Linked DNA regions of Mus musculus: region 1 is linked to region 2. Evidence: chromatin contacts called from public HiChIP or PLAC-seq data. All regions are on one chromosome and are shown on one strand. Each heading gives the region's core, a stretch centred on a gene start, on an enhancer-like site or on the middle of the called end of the contact. The rest is flanking DNA. Distances are from core to core; before and after follow the strand shown. Region 1 holds the start of B3gat1 (beta-1,3-glucuronyltransferase 1 (glucuronosyltransferase P)). Region 2 overlaps Gm30313 (a long non-coding RNA gene).

Region 1 (3,089 bases), core at 54-2,553, 210 kb before region 2:
TCCAGCTAAACTGGTCTCCGTAAAGAAGTACCACTCAAGCATGGGGGAATCCACTGTCAACAAAAAGCCCTGCTCAAGGTCCTGTGCCTTTAGAAATCTGGGGGGTCATCTCAGCTCCACCTTCTATAAGCTGTCCAGTGAGTGCACTAGGACTAGATCCGGCTAAGAAAGTGGTAGCTCATGAAAACCAAGTTCCTGTAGGTGGGTGGGGTGAGTTGGGAGTGGGTGGGCTCTTGACCTGAGCTGCTTAAGAGGAGTCTGACACTCCGGTTCCCTGGGGTGCGGGATCTGATACTTTTTCCTCTTACTTCACATCTCAGTTTCCTTTTCTGAACTTGTATGATCAAGTGCACAGAGGAAGGTAATGACCTGGCCCTGCCTCCTTCCGCTTTACTGCACTGAAGGTCTCTAAGATTCACTGTCACTTTCCACATCTCTTGGCTCCCAGCACCCACAGGAAAGATGAGCGTCACTTGGTTCCCCTGAAAAGAATTAATTTGTAAATGTCCAGGAAAGACAGAGAGATTGGGGTCCCTGCCGGTGAGTAGGGGTGCAGCTAGAGCTGACCCCTTCTCCTATAATCCTATGGGCCACTAAGAACCACCTGCTGAGGTGGCAAGGGACAGAAGAGCTAAGAGAAAGACCAGTTGTTAGAAGACTCAGAGAACCAGTTCTTGCCTTCATCCTAATGGAGCGGGGCAGGCAGCATCCGAGCTTTATTTCCTATCCTCTCAGGTGCAGGCCCTGCCAGCCGGCCCTATTTCCCGATGGATGTTCCTATTTTGTGCAACACACACACACACACACACACACACACACACACACACACACACCGCGCGCGCACGCGGGCGGACATGGCGTGGGTACTGATGGGGACGCATAAAGGGGCTCTGTGCACCGCGGAGGTGGGGGCTCAGGGCGCCGGACACTGACCTGCGGCAGCGAGTCCATATCGTCCCTGGCGCAGTCCATAGCGGGTGGCAGTCCTATACCCTGGCCCCAGCGACCCAAGGCTGCTGCCCTGCGATGCGCGCGCTTCTCTCTCGAGGCGTTCTCCGGTTCCGTGCCCTCGGGGGCCACTTCATAGCCGCGGGCCCACTCGTCCGCAGCCCCGGCCGGCCCGCTATCACGGCCCCGCTGCTTCTGGGCTCAGCCAGGCAGCGGCCAGAACCCTGGAGCGCGCAGGAGGGCGCGGGTGGCGAGGCGCGGGGCGGCGATCGGAGCCCCAAGAGGCGACGCGCGGGCCGGCCGGGCCGGGATGGCTGGGCGCGCGGCCGGAGCCCAGCCGAGCGGGCCAGCGCGTGGTGCCCTCGGCGCTGGCGGCGGCGGATGCGCGGTGCGGCCGCGGCTGTGACAGCGCCTCCCGCCCCGCCCCCACGCACCCCGCCCCCGCGAGCGCGAGCTGCCGGCGGGACCCGAGCCACTCGCGGTCCGTACCAACCTCGCGGGCTGAGGCGGGGGCCGACGCTGGACCCCCTCCTCTAGCTTGGTATCACCTCCCTGCTCTCTCCTCTGTGGCCCTCCCTCTGGGGCGTCTGGGACTTCGTTTGGATGCTGGAGTGGCCTCGGGCGGGGCCCAGGGCACCCCAGCTTTGGCTCGAGTGAGAGCGCGCCCGCCCTGCCGGCACCCCCAGCTCACCCGCCTCCATCCTTCAATCCTGGCTGCTCAGGCCCCTGGCTTGGCAGCTTCTCTCAAAGGGCGATTGTTTCCGGGCTGGGATGCTGAGGGTTTGGGGGTTGCGGTGGGGCACGGTTCTGCGGGACTAAGACACTGAGCTGGAATGAGTGCGGCTGTGAAAGAGGGTGCGGCCCCCAGCTTGGCTTCGGGCAATCCGAAGTGGATACAGGGTTGTTTGTATGGGTCGGAGGTAGGAGTCCCCAAGGAGCCTGCCAGTGGGGCAGCCCCACCTGTGGGCACTGCTTCTTTCTTTTAAGGATATGCCAAAATGTTGAGGGTCACTCTGCTTTCCCGCCCCCCAGCACTGGGCATCTAACAAGGAGGCAGGAGGCACAGTCTGGTGCAGAATGAAGAGATGGCCAATGTGGGTGGGCAGGCCATCCAGGAATTTCTAGGTATTGGGGGGCTGGGATGCTGGGATGCTAGGATACAGGGAGTTTCTCTCTCTCTCTCTCTCTCTCTCTCTCTCTCTCTCTCTCTCTCTGTCTCTGTCTCTCTCTGTCTCTGTCTCTCTCTCTCTCTCTCTCTCTCTCTCTCTCTCTCTCTCTCTCTCTCTCTCTCTCTCTCTCTCCCTCTCTCTCTGCCATGCAGTCATCCAGTGGGAGATTTCTAAATGCTATTGTCTACTTGCCAGAGCCTAAGATGCCATCCATGCACCTTCAGGTTTATATTGCTGATAGTCCTCACTGACACCTGTGGTCAGGGCCTTCAGCTGTGTCCTCTTCAAAACTCCAAAAGACCAGCTCCACCGCTAGGCATTGCTGGGTTGAAACGTACTTTATACTGTGGGCTGAGGCTGAGCCCACAGCTCTTCACCATCACCTCTGCCTATCAGGATGAAGCCTGGTTCTCCTCTTGGGTGAAGTTGAGTGGTGTAAAGGCTCTAGAATCAATTCTGTTCTTCAAGGCTTTGAGGTTAGGTAGTAGTCACAGTTTACAACATCCCATAGAAAATACAGAATTACTGTCTCTAGAGAGAGGCTTTCTCCAGACTCTTCTCCCCTTACTCCATACCAGGGAGCCCAGGGCATGCTGTCTTGCTGCATCTCCTTGAGGAAACCATACCACCCAAAATTACTAAGTGACAGGGCAGAGATGATCTTGGAGGCTGATTCTTACCAACAGGGAAGCTGATGCCCACAGACAGGAGCATCCATGTGTGGGGTCACACTCACTCATATCTCTGCCCAGGATGGTGCCAAATCCCCAGGTTGGGGATTCAGGACAATGCTGGAATAATGAATGGGTTAAAGGCACTACCTAAGTGACCTCTGGGCCTGTCTCTTTAGTAATAAGACAGGTTTTCGGTAAGCCGACAGGATCTTGTCTGGTCCCACAGGCTTCGGCCAGCAAATGTCCTCTGGTTGTTCTATGGGGTGGCTTCCCCTCTAACTTCTCTAGCCTGGCATTC
Region 2 (3,152 bases), core at 312-2,811:
GGTGCAGGACAAATACAGAGACACAAATACTTGTCCCCATGTTTCCAGGCTGCCCAGAGCGCTTACTTTCTCTCTCTCTCTCTGTCTCTCTCTCTTCCTCTCTCTCTCTCTCTGTATGTGTGTGTGGTGTGGATGTGTGCATATATGTGTGCGTATGTGTTTGGGTATGTGAGCATGTATGTGTGTATGTATGTGTGTGTGTGTGTGTGTGTGTGTGTGAATGATCATGTGTGTGTGAGTGTGTATGTGTGAGCATGTATATATATATATGTGTGTGTGTGTGTGTGTGTGTGAGTGTGTGGTATGTTCATGCGGATATGTGTGTGAGAGAGAACATGTGTGTGTGAGTGTGTGTGTGTGTGTGTGTGTGTGTGTGTGTGGTATGTTCATGCGGATATGTGTGTGAGAGAGAACATGTGTGTGTGAGTGTGTGTGTGTGTGAGTGTGTTTGTATGTGTATGGGTATGTGAGTATGTGTGTGTGTGTGAGTGATCATGTGTGTGTGTGGTGTGCATGTGTAAACATGTGTGTATACGTGTGTGAGAGTATGTGGTATTACATATGTGAGTGAGTGTGTGTATGTGAGTGCCTGTTTGCAGGCACACACGCACACACACCTGGGAGTAGTTGGGAACAGTCTTCCTTGGATCTTCTCACCCCTTTCTGTAGCTTTGTGCTTTTGGGACCCTCTCCAAGTTCTGCAGCTGACAGAGGAATTTTCATGCCCTAAGGAGCAGAATGTCAGGAACAGCAGCCTTGGCACTGCCTGCAGATTGTCTGGGGATGAATTCCAGGCTGGGAGAGCCCGTGAAGCTACACAGCTGCATCCCCTGGAAACCCCACTGCTTCCCAGAACTGCTCTCTGCCCTGTTACCCCCTTCAACCTTCCTAAATTCCTTAGAGTGCCATTAGTACAGAGAGCTCCAGCTGGGAGCTCCTTGACAAGGGCTTGTGCTTCTCTGAGCTCTCCAGGGACTGAAATCAGCCCCAGGCTCCTTCCTTAACACTTTGCTGTCTCAGAGCAATCACACTCTGCCTATCTATACCTGAAAGGGATGGTGCTCCCACAGGGCTGCTGTGACTGCTCTTCACTGCCACACTCTGCCCTTCCATTTCTGGCAGTTGTTGCAGAAGAGGGAGGCCAGGTTGGGTGGCTGTGAGTTCCTGGAGACCAGCCAGCCAGCCAGTAGCAGAAACCTGTTTTCTACAAATATGCATTTGTGTGCTGTCTGAGCAGCCTCTAGGGCCAGCTGTCACAACATCCTAGAAGATGTGGTATTATAGAAGGCAAGGCTGCCACTCTGGAGTTTATGCCTAGAGGCTGCAGCACACAAGGCCACGATTAACATCCTGAGGGGGTAGGCAAAGGTACTGGAAAATCCGCAGCAGGCTTTGGGTTAGGATCATGTGATCTGTGGTTTTCATTTGTTGAGAATCTAATGCTTTTCAGCTCTTTTGCAGGCATTTTCTTGGCCTTTCTTGGGAAAGTTCCAGAAGCCCTTGAGTCTGGATCCATGCCCTATTCTCGGAAACTCACTGTGTTTTCTGTGTCATGGTCTTGGCGAGTTGTCTGTCCTCCTCTGCTGTCTTATCACTGTTCTGATGGCTTCATGAGAGTAAGAACTTGCTCATTCCTATGTTGGAAGAGATTACCAATAAACCTTTGTGCATAATAAATCTTTATGGAAGCTACTCCTAGATGTGATTATTACTTTACCCCTCTCTTCTCACTTTGCTTTCTGTGTCTTCTTGCTTTCAAAAGATTTATCTTGTCTCTCTCTACTTCCCCGTGTGCTCATAGGAAAGGCAGTATTATGTGGTTCATATAAGTCTCAATGCCCCAATGAAGAATCATAATGGAGACACCTGGAGCTTGAGAACAAAGCATTATGCACACATTTTAGAAAGGGTTCTCAGATTGGCTCTGAAATCTGGTTAAAATGATGCACCCACCCATGGAGTGACAAATGAGGGTGTGAACACCTGCCAGGGGCAGGTATTTTGTTTTTTATTTGTTTGTTTTTTTCAGAGATACTAAGTCTTGGTGACAGGCAGGTCTGGTCACAATCCACTGTGAGATGTCTTACAAAGGTACAAGTACTGTTTGTCTATGATTAGGCAGGAATGGTGCCTGAGAGAAGCAAACATCTCAGTGAGCAGGAGCATGCCCACATTTTCTGTCATCAATACCTCTTTATATTCATTGTTTAGTGAACGGTTCAGTGCAGTCACCCAATAGGGTTTGAAAGAAGGTGGGGTTGGCTCAAGAAGCCTTTGTGAGTGGCAAACACAAAGGAGCAGTGACTCACCAGGGCACTTGGTGTATGACTTCCCTGATCTCACTGTGTGTGGAATGGTGTGAGGCCAAGAACCTAAGTGAGCTCATGCTGAGTAACTTGGCAGATTGCTTAGGAGCCATTAAGAGAAACTATTGTGAGATTAGAACAGGAAACCCAAGGAAGCCTTATGCAGACTTATGAAAGTAATTATGTTCCTGCCATCCTTTGTCAAGGAACAGTCGGCACAGAAGATGCACAAATGATCAAGGAGATAAAATGGCCTCTAGTTGATCACAGTCAGCTTCAAGGCCACCCTTGGGTTGCAGTGTGGATGCCTGAGTAGCATACTGGGTTGAGAGGGATGGGGGCTATGCCAGATATGTCAGCATAGGCTCTACCTCCAAAGTAATGCAGCTACAACATCAGGAACACTTCCCACTGGGTAGCAAAGAAAAGAACAGGGTCCAATGGTCCTGATACACTGCAAATACTTAAGAGGGCTTCACACCCCAATTGTGACTTGACATCACACCTCCTTTATCTCATTGAAGACAGAAATTCCTCTTGAATGAAGTTAAATGTTCTGAGCAAGTGTTACAGTTTAAGTAGTTGTGTTCCCTTTCAATTATTTACACATTCACTATTCACATATTGAAGCCAGATATAGTACTTTTAGGAGGTAGAGGTTATAGGAGATAAATACAACATGAACATTGAGCCTTTGTAAACAGGATTGTTGACTTTATAGAAAAACCCCAAAGAGCTCCCTCATTCTTTCCACTACTAGAGGACACAGCCTGAAGTTACCACCCATAAACTAGAGAGTAGATGCCCATCAAATACTGAATCTGCTGATGCCTTTGATGCTAGACT

Evidence for each region. HiChIP or PLAC-seq counts read pairs in DNA pulled down with a chosen protein or histone mark.
Region 1: an H3K4me3 HiChIP or PLAC-seq map of embryonic forebrain shows a contact between it and region 2, with 4 times the contacts expected there. The contact joins the promoter of B3gat1 here to the enhancer-like site in region 2. A contact is called at or near these places in 2 of 39 promoter capture datasets (embryonic stem cells and stem cell-derived epiblast-like cells), 2 of 484 Hi-C or Micro-C datasets (cortical neurons and stem cell-derived neural stem cells), 7 of 115 datasets of contacts at active chromatin or transcription factors (embryonic basal ganglia, embryonic forebrain, embryonic midbrain and 4 more) and 2 of 9 other capture datasets (adipose tissue and liver).

The regions. Positions count from the first base shown.
Region 1 is chr9:26,732,022-26,735,110 of GRCm38.p6, reverse strand. It overlaps B3gat1 (beta-1,3-glucuronyltransferase 1 (glucuronosyltransferase P)), which reads right to left and starts at 1,303. Exons shown (of 7, transcript NM_001310766.1): 1 at 934-1,303. It overlaps Gm48393 (a long non-coding RNA gene), which reads left to right and starts at 2,228. Exons shown (of 4, transcript XR_003948112.1): 1 at 2,228-3,089.
Region 2 is chr9:26,518,025-26,521,176 of GRCm38.p6, reverse strand. All of the region lies in intron 2 of Gm30313 (a long non-coding RNA gene), which reads left to right. Among named protein-coding and RNA genes, the nearest start is that of Gm30313, 30 kb to the left of the region's middle. Within about 2 kb of position 1,561, at least 95 of the 459 cell types and tissues checked have an H3K27ac peak or open chromatin away from gene starts, as enhancers often do. A contact at or near this core is called in adipose tissue, cortical neurons, embryonic basal ganglia and 6 more, where this site is marked.